Linked DNA regions of Mus musculus: region 1 is linked to region 2. Evidence: chromatin contacts called from public promoter capture Hi-C data. All regions are on one chromosome and are shown on one strand. Each heading gives the region's core, a stretch centred on a gene start, on an enhancer-like site or on the middle of the called end of the contact. The rest is flanking DNA. Distances are from core to core; before and after follow the strand shown. Region 1 holds the start of Clec12a (C-type lectin domain family 12, member a). Region 2 holds the start of Gm26160 (a small nuclear RNA gene).

Evidence for each region. Promoter capture Hi-C pulls out the DNA fragments that hold promoters and counts their contacts.
Region 1: a promoter capture Hi-C map of macrophages shows a contact between it and region 2, with 5 read pairs. The contact joins the promoter of Clec12a here to the enhancer-like site in region 2. A contact is called at or near these places in 6 of 39 promoter capture datasets (the C10 cell line, cranial neural crest, hippocampal neurons and 3 more), 13 of 484 Hi-C or Micro-C datasets (the AML12 cell line, B cells, CD4 T cells and 8 more), 1 of 115 datasets of contacts at active chromatin or transcription factors (large pre-B cells) and 4 of 9 other capture datasets (adipose tissue, liver, macrophages and 1 more).

What each region holds. Positions count from the first base shown.
Region 1 is chr6:129,345,441-129,352,725 of GRCm38.p6, reverse strand. It overlaps Clec12a (C-type lectin domain family 12, member a), which reads right to left and starts at 2,482. Exons shown (of 6, transcript NM_177686.4): 1 at 2,215-2,482. The coding sequence starts at 2,305.
Region 2 is chr6:129,169,060-129,175,721 of GRCm38.p6, reverse strand. Gm26160 (a small nuclear RNA gene) reads right to left here and starts at 902; the gene lies at 840-902. Within about 2 kb of position 3,906, at least 32 of the 459 cell types and tissues checked have an H3K27ac peak or open chromatin away from gene starts, as enhancers often do. A contact at or near this core is called in adipose tissue, macrophages and neutrophils, where this site is marked.

The sequences.
Region 1 (7,285 bases), core at 1,233-3,732, 180 kb before region 2:
CCCACTGTCACCCGCCCCCCCCCCCCAGCTCTGTGCTACCCCTAGTCTGGACCTGAATTTCTCATTAAAATTTTTCCAATATTTGCCATTTTTTTAAGAAAACCATTCTCATAGAATTGCTTTTATTATTTTATAGATGACGAATCACAAACTATATCATTTCCCTAAAAAGTTAAAAAAAACTTACATTATGAATTAGTGTTAAGAAATTACATGATTTAAATTATCCCCGTGTACGAATACATAAAAAGATTGTTTCAAGAAAGTAACTCAAGACTAACCTAATGCTCTTACTCTGCTCCTGAAATGTGGTTTATATCAACAGATGATAGCATAACAATGTTGTGAAGTCTCACAAAGTGACATATAAAATATAAAATTTAATTTCTTAATATTTTGGAAAATTATTGTTAGTGAAAATACTATAAATGTTCCAGTCATTATCTGAGGTTTGAAATACAAACTCATAGTCTATCTTTTGTTATAATTATTTTCTCATTTATATATAACATATATATATATATATATATATATATATATATATATATATATTCAGTTATTTAAAAGTTATCAGATCTGTGCCATTTAGGTACTAGACACTACTGTGGCTACTAATAAAACAGAGTAGTAAGGTGTGTGTGTTTTTGTTGTCATCTAGACGCATTTTAAAGGACAGGAAACAAAGTGCAAAATGACTGATTAATAGAGAAATGATAGATACATAGGTAATAGATATATAGAGATGATAGAGATAGGTAGATGATAGATAGATAGATAGATAGATAGATAGATAGATAGATAGATAGATAGATAGATAGGAACTTGAGAGTGAAAGCCACGAGATAACTTAGAAATGCATGTAGAGTGACACTAGAGCAAGAGACCTAGGAAGAGCCCTCCAGTGCTCCATCAAAGAACACAATCAAGCCAGGACAAGCAGAAGAACAAAACCAGCTCAGCCACAGGGATAGTGAAAACCAGGGGGATGTGTCACAGAGAATGCACAGTGTGAAGGAATTTCCTGTAGGTTTTGATATGTTTTGGGTGTTGTGCTGAGTATGTCATGTTGTGTTATATTGTATTGAGAGTAGAGCCTTGAATATGCTAAATGAGTGCTTTAGCACTCAGCTGTATCCTCAGCTCTCTTCTTACCTCTTATTTTGAGACAGGATCTCACTTAACTGACTGCACAGGTTGACTCTGAACTCTCTCATAGCCCAAGTAGGCCTTGAACTTCCAATCTTACTGGATATCTGAGATTAGAGAACCACTCCCTTAGATCTACCAAAAGAGCAATCTTAAAATGGAATGCTCAGCAATATAAAAACAGCAGAAAGGCACAGCAATGAGGTAGAGACATGACTCAGAAGTAGCTCAGGGCCTAACTGTACTTGCTTTGCAAGCCTTATAACCTAAGGGAAATTCCTGGTGGTTCACATGATGCAAGGAGAGGACTGTCTCCTCAAACTGTCCTCAGGCTGCCACACAAGCACTGTGGCACAAGCACACATATACACACACGTACACATATGCGCGTGCACACACACACACACACACACACACACACACACACACTCATACATGTTCATACACATATGCACACACATACACAGATTAAATTTAACCTAAATTTAAGACAAAGAGTAGAGATTTGAATGCTAGGATAAAATATGGAAACTCCTGAAGATCTGGATCAGAGCAAGCTCCATGAACAATGAGGAGAGAAGCCAGATTTAAAAATAAAAAATGTTCTCCCCTTCTTTGTCTTTCTCCTACACTTCAAGCAGTTTGCGTTCAAAAATCTAGCAAGAACATATAAGCCCATGACTTTCCTGAATAAGGTATAGTCCTAATTCCATGGCTTCACACACACACACACACACACACACACACACACACACACACACACACACCAAAACAAAACAAAACCTTCACAATAAAACACTGTCATTTGAAAATACAATCTCTTTCCACATACCTCAATTTAATTTAATATTAAAAATGTAAAATACAATGTTGTATTACAATGGCTTAAAGAAATACCTTATGCTTTAAAGAAAAAAATTATTTTTAATCACTTTGTTATTTGGGGTTTAAATGAAAGGCTGAACAAAAATTCATATGGCATATTAAAATTTAAAGAAATAAAAATTAAAAATTCACATTGCATGAATCTGTGGTCACTGCCATCTCATCCATGGCTCAAAATCTTACCTTTTCCCCCACATTTGTCAGACTTCTGGGTTTCTTCTTTTTTATCAGGGTCCTGGATTTTGAGATTTGCATAAACAATTTCTTCAGACATTGATGAATATTCAAAGAAGGCTCCAGAAAATGTCCTTCGAAAAAGGTGAGAGGGCTGACAGTTAAGTAAGCCTACCTAGACTTTCAACCCTCTGTAAACTGTGGCTAACCTCACAAGCTCAAATTTCCTTTTGAAAAACCACTATGCCAGACTCTCAAATATGTGTCTATGAGCCACAGTCAGTTTATTGCCTCAGACAAGAATAAATAAGATTGAAAGAGGAACACTTTTCTTCCTCATATTTCTTCCTTTTTCTTTACATAAGGTAATTTTTTAAACTGTGCTTGGATAATATTAGCTTCATACGAGTTGCGCAATTTGCTCCTACCACACAGTGCAGAAACAGCATATGATTAAACTCTGAAACAGGGAAATAATCGGAGTGATTCAAATCTCAAATGCTCCCTGGTGCACCACCATGCCCTTCCCCCAACCTTGAGCAGGCTCAAGTGGAGTTATCGCCTTGCTGCACCTGCAAGTTCCTGAAATAAGCTCACTGAGCTTGCTTTGCAACATAATACAGCCTAAACAAAGGTTGGGTTTTGTGGTCTTCCCTTTTTACCTGGAGCTGCAGAATTAAACTTTGCCTTGATCTTGGCTTCATCCTTTTCTTGCAGCCCATAGTCCTTTTCATTCCCAGCCCCCCTTTCAGGTTAACCCAGTTCTCAGTGGCTACTGGATGGCTACAGGTGGTGCATAGCTTGAGGCCTGAAAATGGGGAAGTGGGAGGAAGCACTGAGAAACACTGGCTTGAGTGGAGCTCCACAGAAAACAGAAGAAGTAATGGTATCCTGCCCAGTAATGAACAACATTAATGCTAACACTAGTTAGTTTATTTTAGGGAGGCTGTTGTTGCAGGAGGTGTATTAAGGGCATACAGCTGGGCTGAAGAGGTGTTGACCCGAAGCCAACTTCACCTAGGGGTAACAGCTCAACGGGACAGGGGAATTCTATATAGCCATTTCTCCACAGCCAAGAGTTGCATCAGGTGAGAGGAGCAGGGTTTAAAAACAGATGTTAGAAAAATTCTTAGCACAAGTAGATTTATGCTGTCCATGGTGCCCAGAAGTAGAAATGGTATTCAAATGACATGAGAAAGAGAGAGAGAGAGAGAGAGAGAGAGAGAGAGAGAATAGGTTTCAGAAAAGCAGGTATCCCCTGTCCAGGACATGTTAGCAAAAGAGATAAGCTATTTCAGAGCTCTCCTTGGGACAGGAGGAAATCAGAAGACATCCTGCTTCCTCTCTGGCTCCTACTGGAGATATCCTTAGTCCTGGTTCTAGGTCCCTTTAGGACATCAAGTTCTCTTCCCTCTCTGTCTATTGTCTGTCCTTGGTGCACCAATCTGTCCATGTGTGTCAATTTACACCTGTTTTTGTTTCGTTGTTTGAATGATTGTTGTTCGTGTTTAGTGTTGAAAAGAAAAAAATGGCTAAAACTTTATGTGCTGGCTGCCCACCCCCTGATTTAATTTAGCTTGTTTAAAGGCAGTCTTAATTGTCCTTTGGAGCCCTGCACCTATAGTTAGGAGTCAATCACAGCTGGAGAAGCCCTGCTAGGGGCTGATTACCTGCCATGCTGCTTTTAAAGGGCCCAGCAGCTTCTCAAGTTCTATGGTAAAGAAGCTGACAGTTGTTCCTCCTAGAAAAATCTCTGATTGTGATTATTGGGTTCAGCAAGTAATAAGGTGCTTTTTCTCTTGAAATTATAGCTAGAAAGGATACGAAAATTTTGTTTGGTTTTGAAAGACTCCCGAAGAGGGGAGACTCTCATTCAAGTCTCAGGATGACGAGACCCCCCAAGAACTCATGAGAGACCGTCCTTGCTGTGAAAGAACCTAGTGAGGAACCCCCCACTCAATTCCCAATTTGGCGTGCACCCAAAGAATCACGAAAAGACCGACTTGATGTAAATGCACAAGGTAGTTTAATGGTGGAGCTCCGGGTCATCTCACACAGGAGACAGTGGATTCGACCACGAGGCTTAAAAGCTAGAGGTTTTTATAGAAAAGGGTCTGGGACTGGGGGAGGAATTGGCGTGGTTTCACATGATTGGCTCATTTAAACATCAGCAGACTGTACATGCAGATCGAGGTAACAGCAGAGCATCTGGTTAACATTTAACTTAGATCAGAAGGGCGGGAGATAGGGAGGCGCTGGGCCAGTCCAGACATTCTTGTATGTCTTCCCTCTCTTTATGGCTAGTTGGTTCCTGGGATGACTTTACAGCCTTTGTTCTTTGCTCTAAGCCCAAAAAGCCCTCCTAACTAGCAAGCTGCATGAGTCATGGACCTTGAATAAACTTTCTGGCTAGGGCTTTGAAGTCTTGAATTTAATTTTCTTTCTTTCAGCTGCAAATCACAGGAGGTTTATTGACAGGAACCAGCACGCTGAGTTCAGCTCATATCCCACACAGGGGTAGAGGAGTTCGACACCCAGTAGCTGGAAAAGGGTGTACTTAAAGAAAAAAGACACAACCCAAGGGGTAGGGAGGGCATTATTGGAAAATACCGAGAATACCAGTGGAAAAAATCACAAGGGGGGTACTAAAAATCACAAGTGGAAACTCCCTGCTTCTCAAGATTGTTCTCAAGAATTTAATCATGTGGTCAGACAGGTCCTGGAACGAGGTCACTGAACCGGCTTGTGTAATTACCTGTTCTGTGGTCAGACAGTTCTTGGAACAGGCTGCTTTAGGGACCAACTATTTTTCTTTCTTGGCTCCAACTTGGTCTAGGGGGTCAAACTTAAATTTTCTACCTTACAGTCTAAATATATAAGATGTGTGTAGCCACTTCATTTTTGTTTTCAACTGGCTTTAAAGGTATAAATATATCCTGCATGTATTGGTTATAGAGTATTGGCTTGTAAGTTATTGGGTATGATTAGATATTTGTAACATTGGTAACAGAAAGTTAGCTTAAAACTGGTAACTCAGGGTTGGAGTCATTCTAAACAACAACACGTGGCATGAGCAAACCCAGTAAAAAAGGTCTCTAAAGATACTTCTAAATTGGGATAATATTTTATGTAATTCTTATCCTTGAAACTAGACTGATAAAGGATAGGATTTAAAACAATGTCTTTTTAATGAGTTATTAAAAGTTGTACAGTCAAGCATTCACATATAAGAACTGGCAGCCAAACTTTGAAACGGGAAAGTAATGCTCTTGGTATTGATTTTTAAAGAGAATGGATTGTTTACACTGTTAACAATTGGGTTTTGCTTTCCAAAATTATGATTGTGCTCTAATATTGTAAAAAATAAATAAAAATTATAATTAAATTGCCAGTGTTCCATTGGCTGCAGTTTGCAGTTTGATTACAGGCTCAGGATTCTAACTCACACATATTTGTAATTAAGACAAAAAAATCAAGCAGGTGGAGATTGTTGCAGGGTTTGCAAAGGGTTGCTGAGGCTATGGAATATGAAACTTATGGGGGCATTATAGCCCGGCTTGCCTACTTTAGCTGCCATTCCAGGAAATGCACATAGAATTATTATGGATTTATAGGATTGTTTTTATACTTTTCCCTTTGCATCCTGGTGACTGGGAGGTTTACATTTAGTGAGATTGCTTGCAATTTTGAAGAGGCCATGAAGTGATATCATTGGAAAGTTTTGCCTCCAGGAATGGCTAATAGCCTTATATTATTAAGGCTACTTAAAAAAAAATGTTTCTGCTTCAATACAAGAGATTAGGACTTTGAATCTTTCAGTGTATATTACTCATTATATGGATGGTATTTTATTAACTGATTCTTGGATGGAGTTTTACTACAAGCTTTTGCTCTTGTACAATGAGTTTTAAAAGTTTGGAGTAGTTGTTGCTCCAGAAAATATTCAAAGGCAATATAAATTTCAATATTTGGAGCCTCAGTTATATCCTAAAAAATTGTAGAACAGAAAATTCAAGTAAGAAAAGATAATTTACTTACTTCAAATTATTTTCAAAAGTTGTTAGGAAATATTAATTGGCTAAGACTTCACCTTAAGCTTACCACAGGAGAACCTAAACCTCTGTTTGATATTCCCAGGGGGGATGAAAATCCCAATTCCCCGGACAATTAACTGATGAGGAACAAATAGCTTTGCAGAAAGTAGAAGAAGCTATTAGTCAACAACAGATACATTATATAGACTATGACCAATTGTTGGTTGTTTGCATTATTGCTATTCATACATCCACAGCAGTTCTTTGGTGGCAAAAAGGACCATTAATATGGATTCACCTTTCTTTATCTCCAATACGTTTTAATGCCCTATTATGAAGCTGTTGCTGTATTAATACAGAATTGTAGAATAGAATCATGAAAGTATTTTGGAAAGAATGTTTTATAACCTGATGAAATATTTATTCCTTACAGCAATTAATTGGTTATTTCAGAATACTTATATTTGACCTATTTCATGGCAAACATTTTAGGAAAATTTGATAATCATTATCCAAAAGACAAGTTGTTAGGATTTGCCTCTATAAATACTTCTGTATTCCCTATAAATTTATGCATGCAGTCAATAAAGACTGCATTTGCTGTATTTATAAACAGTTCATCTAATGGGAGAGAAACATGTGATTGGATCATATCTTTATTCTCTCAACTTTCCCCTGCTTCACAAATAATTGAATTATGTGCTGTAGCCACTGTTTTTAAAATGTTGAAAACAATCAAGATTTTAATTTGTATACTGATAGCCAATATATAGCTCATGGTTTACAATTGTTTGAAATTGTTCCTTTTTCAAATACTGCTAATTCTCAAATTTTACAGTTGTTTATACAAATACAACTTAATTTAAGAAACATGTATTATTCCTTTCTTTATAGGACATTTAAGGGCTCATGCTGGATTGCTTGGACCCCTGGGCAATGCCACAGCTGATTGTATACCAGGCAGATTATAGGCCTTACAGGAACAATTAACCAAACAATCTCATTATTCACATCATCAAAATAATAACAGTTTGAGACAACAATTT
Region 2 (6,662 bases), core at 2,657-5,156:
TACTTCTGGAAAAATCTTTGAGAACAGTTGATTAGACAGAGTGATTTACTTAGTAAGATGAAACCAAAGTGGAGAACCTAGCCAAGGTAGCCATTGTCCCAGTGAGTTCCTAGTGATAGCAGTGATTTTGTCCAGAAGGAACTTCATTAAAAAGTTTAAAAGACAGGATGAATACTTAAGTATGAGAATAATAAGAATGAAAAGAATGATGTACGGGAGGAGCCTGAGTGGAAAGAAATCCAAAGCTCATTCATAGGAGGAGACTTGTTATTTGGTGGGTTTTTTTTTTTTTTCCTCCTCTGACATATAAGTCTTTGGTCCTTAAGTCTCAAGCCAGTTTAGATTTGTTGGTGCAGAAAAAAAAACATTGTTCCTAGCTGAGGGCACAAAATCCCACTGCTAGCAGTAGTCAACTGACATAGTCCTCATCAATTTTCAATTATTGCATCAACAAAAAATTGATCTGAAATTTCTTTAAGGTTGTCTGAGAGCTGGTGAGACAAGGGTTAACTGATTCAAAGAAGCCATCACTCCAGATGTTTTAGTTCTGCACAGCTAGCTGGATGAAAGCATAGCACACACAGTTATAAATAGTATTCAGCACTTTGTAATGGTAATAAACACATTATTATTGGTTTATACTGCATTGCTAAGGATGAGCCTCCAAGAGGGGAGCCTGAGAAAGGATGTTTGGGAGCAGCAGAAGAAACAACTTGAAGTCAGTGATGCAAGCTGACAGTTCTGTAGTCTGCTTGAGACAGCTCTGTAGATAGATTTCTATTTGAGATATCTTTCTGCTTGAAACAGCTGTTTGCCTAAGAGAGGCCTCTAAATAGCTTTTGGGTTTTCCAAAAAAAGTCAGAAAACCTGAGAGAAAAATTCTAAAAGAGATGTTATCTCTCGAAACAGCCCTTTCTAGGTAGCTCTCTCTTGTGCGCCAAAGCCCAGTCTTTTATTTATATATCAATTCAGTCATTTACCCCAGTTTCTCTTTTGATTATCCCACAAATCATTATTTTATGACCTTAGCTGCTTGATTATTTTAAAAGAACTGAAACTCGCTCTGTCCCAGGCTAGCACTGAACTCAAAAATCTGCCTGCCTTTGTAAATACACCCAATAAGCTTAGCTGGGTGGAATCTTGCCCTGAGATCACTACTCCCTAAATCTCTTTATCTCCTTCCTTAATATCTTTCTGACAAATTGGTTCATCAGTTCAGTTGCCTCTGTTCTTTTAGGTCTGTGAAGCCCCTCATACAATTCTTATTGCACCATATATTTTACATAGTTGAGAAATCATGTTTAGATATTCTTGAACCCATGTTTTCAAAGCTCTTTCCCATAGCCTTAAGGGATGCCCTGAAGGTCTCATCATCACAAAGATACATTTTCACTTCCCAGTCTCTGATTTTCATGGAGTCATTATCCTTGGCAGAGAGGACGTTCTCGAAGGAGGAGCATAAAGTAAAATATCTTCATTATTGTACAAACAAGCCTTATACCTACAGCAACAGTCAACACTCATGAAGTCCCATACCCTGCTGACTCTGATCCAGGGGCAGGATCTATGTCAAAAAGTCTCTTCCGCAGCCATTCAGGACCTGGCACTGTATATATGTATACATATATATGTTTATATATATGTATATATATATATATATATATATATATATATATATATATAACACAGTAAATACACTATATATATATATATATATCACAACTAAATTAATAGATGAATACACATACTATATATATTGTGTGTATATATATATAGTATATACATATTGTGTGAGCTCGATGTGGCTGCTATGCCTTCAGTAGCCTATGTCTTATAACCATTGTGCCTCAATCATAGCAAGAAGGCAATATAAGTAACAAACTTATGTTATCTAGAGGTAAGAAGTACACTCTGCCCTGCCTTGATAGATTGAACTCCTTATAAAAATGTGCACCCAAATAGATCTTTCCCCTAGTTGTTTCTGACAGCTATTTTGTCACAGCAATGAGTTGGGAAACTAATGTATCATCTTACTGCATTTTTCAGTCACTAAGATGCTGAAATCGTTTTCCAGTTTCCAGTCTGAATGGGAAAGCTTTGTGTTTCTCACCATGGAATATGGTGTTACTGTTGGTGTTTCATGGATGTTCTTTATCAAGTTGAAGTCACTTCCAGATTCTGTTCTTAGTTTTCATCTATTAATTTGGTTGTGTTTTTTTTTAATTTTAGACAACTAGTATGTTAATCTGCATTAACTGATTTCATTTTTGCAGTTTTATGTTTTTAACTGACCCATAGTGCTATACATACATGTGATGTGGTATCATGTTTCAGTACATGTACACAATGGGTAATGATCACATTAGGTCCCTACTCTATCACCCCATACATTCATTGTTTCTTCATCATAAGAACATTCAAAATCTTCCAACTACACTGAACTTGCATACCTGGGAGAAATCCCACTTCGTCTTGTTATATAATATGTGGATGTATGGTGAGACTGATTTTGCGGTACTTTGCTGAGGCCTTTTGTGTGTATGCATTAGAATAATGGTATGGTTTAACCTGGGGTGAGTCTTCACACCTCTTTTAACCTAGATAATCCTTCACAGGTACATCTTTCTGTCTTTGGTCATTCTAGATTCTGTCAGGTTGAAAGTCAGGGTTAACCATCTCAGTTGGAAAGATGGATCTCTTTCTCATGTTACACAGACACTAAATGTCAGAGATGTCTGTCATCCAAATTTAGGTCAACCTCTAGTCCATTCACCACTCTGCTGAGCAATTCCCCGACAGTAACAAAGGGAGCAGTTTATTTCCCTTTAACTGTAGTCCAGGCTATTAGATTCTCAACACTCTTCAGGAATTATGAAGATTTTACATAGCAAAAACTCATTTTGTAGAAAAGTGGCCATTCATAAAATCGTTCTTAAAATGCCCAGATATTTGCAAGAATTCATAAGAATGGCATTAATAAGGTAAAAGCTACCAAACACTCACAGAACAAAGTCATTCTAGTGAGAAGGGTGGGCTGATTCCACGACAGGTTTCAAATAGGCAGTTAAGGAGACTAGGCCTTAATCTGTTTCCAAGAACTGGACGATTCCAGGAAAGTCCAGGCCTCAGAAGCTGCCCTGCCACCTGGTCTGAGGCAAGGACAATGGGTCAGCAGCAGTTTCCAGACCTCCCTAGTGGTTTTCCAGCACCCACACCCAGGTAATAGAATGTCCTTAGAGATAGATCCAACACATTAGCATAGAAGTCATCTACCCTGGAACACCCTAATGTGCTTTAACTCAGGACTGCAAGCTCACTTGGTTGTGTCTCTATCTTGGTGATGGGAAACCCCAGCATGCTGGATTTCTTGCAGAATAAAACACTCCTTGTGTTTACATGCAATTTGAGTCCTTTGGTGAATCATGGACCTATACACTAGTTTTCTTTCTGTAGTAAACACCATGACCAAAAGCAACCTGGGTAGGAAAAGGTTTATTTAGCTTGTGTATTCAAATCCAGGCCATTAATGAGGCAAGCAAAGGTTGGAACTAAACCTGCATGCAGGAATTGAATTAGAAAACATGGAGGAGTGCTGCTTTACTGACTTGCTCCCCGTGGTTTGCTCAGTGTTCTTTCCTATATAACCCAAGATCATCTGCTTAAGTGTGGCACTGCCTCAAATGGGCTGTACTCTCCTACAATTATCATCAATCAAGAAACTGTTCTACAGATTTGCGTATAAGTCAATCTGATGGAGACATTTTCTCAGATTAGGTTTCCTCTTCCCAGATGACAAAACCCAAGCAGGACAAAGGTGTTGTGCAATAATGTGCAACCCAATAGTGTTGACTCACTTGAATATACATGCAATATTTCCCTTTTACCTCCTCACCCCAAACAGTCACATGGTGGAGCACAAGATGGCCTGCAGCCTGCTGTGAAACCCAGGCTTGCCTGAAACTCATGGTAACTCTTGTGCCTCATCATCTAGGAGCTGGGATCACAGTGAGGAGCCACCATACCCAGCTTGAAGTCTTTCATCAAGTGTCTGTAAAATAAATTGAATTACACCTATCACTGCCTTGCTTTGAAATGAATGAGACTCAGACTATGATTTATTGATTTAGCCTTTGTGCAGTTACTGGGAGATTACCCCTAATCTAATTTTCTAATGCTTAGACTTCTAACTCCCCAGATGTGCTCCCCAGATAATGGTTGGTTGAGTCTCCCTGGGTTACTTCTGCTCCAGCCAGCTATCCTGGGGTGGGGGTGGCATATCACTCAGGCCTGAGCTCCTGGCCCATCATATCTAATGGACACTTCGTATTCCTGCCTTCTTTTCTTTTTCTCCTCATGGTCCCTACCTGCCACCCCCAGCTAGGTAACTGTAAACTTGCCTATCTCTTCTCCCTTTGGTAATTGGCTGTAGCCACCTTTATTTAATAATTTTAAATTAGGGAGCAAAGTTTACACAACAAAAGCTGGTGCCTTGGGACAACCAGATCTTGAGGGACAGAATTAGCATTTTAATGCACAGCAGCACAGGCCTACCCCCAGCACATCTGTCACACAGGCCTACCCCCAACACATCTGCCACACAGGCCTACCCCCAACACATCTGCCAGACCCTGAGCATCACTGAACCATGACTAAGGCAGCAAAGTTCTTGCTGTCTTCAAAGTCTCAGGATTGGCTCTATGGAAGAAGCAAAGATTACGCATAATAAAACCAAAGATAGAATTACCATATGACCCTGCTTTACCCTTCCTGATCATATAGCCAGAGGACTTCACAGCCCACCACAGAGATGCTTGCACACCCATGTTACAGACGCTCTGTGAAAAATAATAAAGAGGCTCCGGGACTCCACGGAGGGAAGGCTGCACGGGTGACGGTGTGGAATACAGAGGCCAGCCGTTTCTGGGACAGGCGAGAGCCACAGAGCTTCTGAGGCGACGCCATCTTCGGCTCCAGACAACCGGCCACCTTCCTGGCCAAAGCAACACACCTTCTGGGAAAGATCCTGTTTTGGGCCTTCATCTTCAGCCAGGAGGAGGTCCAAACACCAGATAACTGTGCACCTTCCCTGAAAGAGGAGAGCTTGCCTGCAGAGACTGCTCTGACCACTGAAACTCAGAGGAGAGAGTTAGTCTCCCACGTCTGCTGATAGAGGGTAACAAAATCAACAGAGGAACAATCTCTAAACAAAGACAACTATAACAACTAACTCCAGAGATTGCCATATGGGTAAAGGTAAAGGTAAGAATCCTACTAACAGAAACCAGGACCACTCACCATCATCAGAACCCAGAACGCCCACTTCGCCCAGTCCAGGGCATCCTAACACACCTGAAAAGGTAGACCTGGATTTAAAAGCATATCTCATGATGATGGTAGAGGACATAAAGAAGGAATTTAATAACTCACTTAAAGAAATACTGAAGAACACTGCTAAAGAGTTACAAGTCCTTAAAGAAAAACAGGAAAACACATCCAAACAGATGATGGAAATGAACAAAACCATACTAGACCTAAAAAGGGAAGTAGACACAATGAAGAAAACCCAAAGTGAGGCAACACCGGAGATAGAAACCCTAGGAAAGAAATCTGGAACCATAGATGCCAGCATGAGCAACAGAATACAAGAGATGGAAGAGAGAATCTCAGGTGCAGAAGATTCCATAGAGAACATCGGCACAACAATCAAAGAAAATGGAAAATGCAAAAAGAACCTAACTCAAAACATCCAGGAAATCCAGGACACAATGAGAAGACCAAACCTACGGATAATAGGAGTAGATGAGAATGAAGAATTTCAACTTAAAGGGCCAGCAAATATCTTCAACAAAATTATTGAAGAAAACTTCCCAAATCTAAAGAAAGAGATGCCTATGAACATACAAAAAGCATACAGAACTCCAAATAGACTGGACCAAAAAAGAAATTCCTCCCGAAACATAATAATCAGAACATCAAATGCACTAAATAAAGATAGAATACTAAAAGCAGTAAGGGAAAAAGGTCAAGTAACATATAAAGGCAAGCCTATCAGAATTACACCAGATTTTTCACCAGAGACTATGAAAGCCAGAAGAGCCTGGACAGATGTTATACAGACACTAAGAGAAAACAAATTCCAGCCCAGGCTACTATACCCAGCCAAACTCTCAATTACCATAGATGGAGAAACCAAAGTATTCCACGACAAAACCAAATTCACACATTATCTCTCCACGAATCCAGCCCTTCAAAGGATAATAACAGAAAAAACCAATACAAGGACGGGAACCACGCCCTAGGAAAAAAACAAGAAGATAATCCCTCAACAAAACTAAAAGAAGACAGAAACAAGAACAGAATGCCAACTTTAACAACAAAAAGAACAGGAAGCAACAATTACTTTTCCTTAATATCTCTTAATATCAATGGACTCAACTCCCCAATAAAAAGACATAGACTAACAAACTGGCTACACAAACAAGACCCAACATTTTGCTGCTTACAGGAAACTCATCTCAGAGAAAAAGATAGACACTACCTCAGAATGAAAGGCTGGAAAATAATTTTCCAAGCAAATGGTATGAAGAAACAAGCTGGAGTAGCCATCCTAATATCTGATAAGATTGACTTCCAACCCAAAGTCATCAAAAAAGACAAGGAGG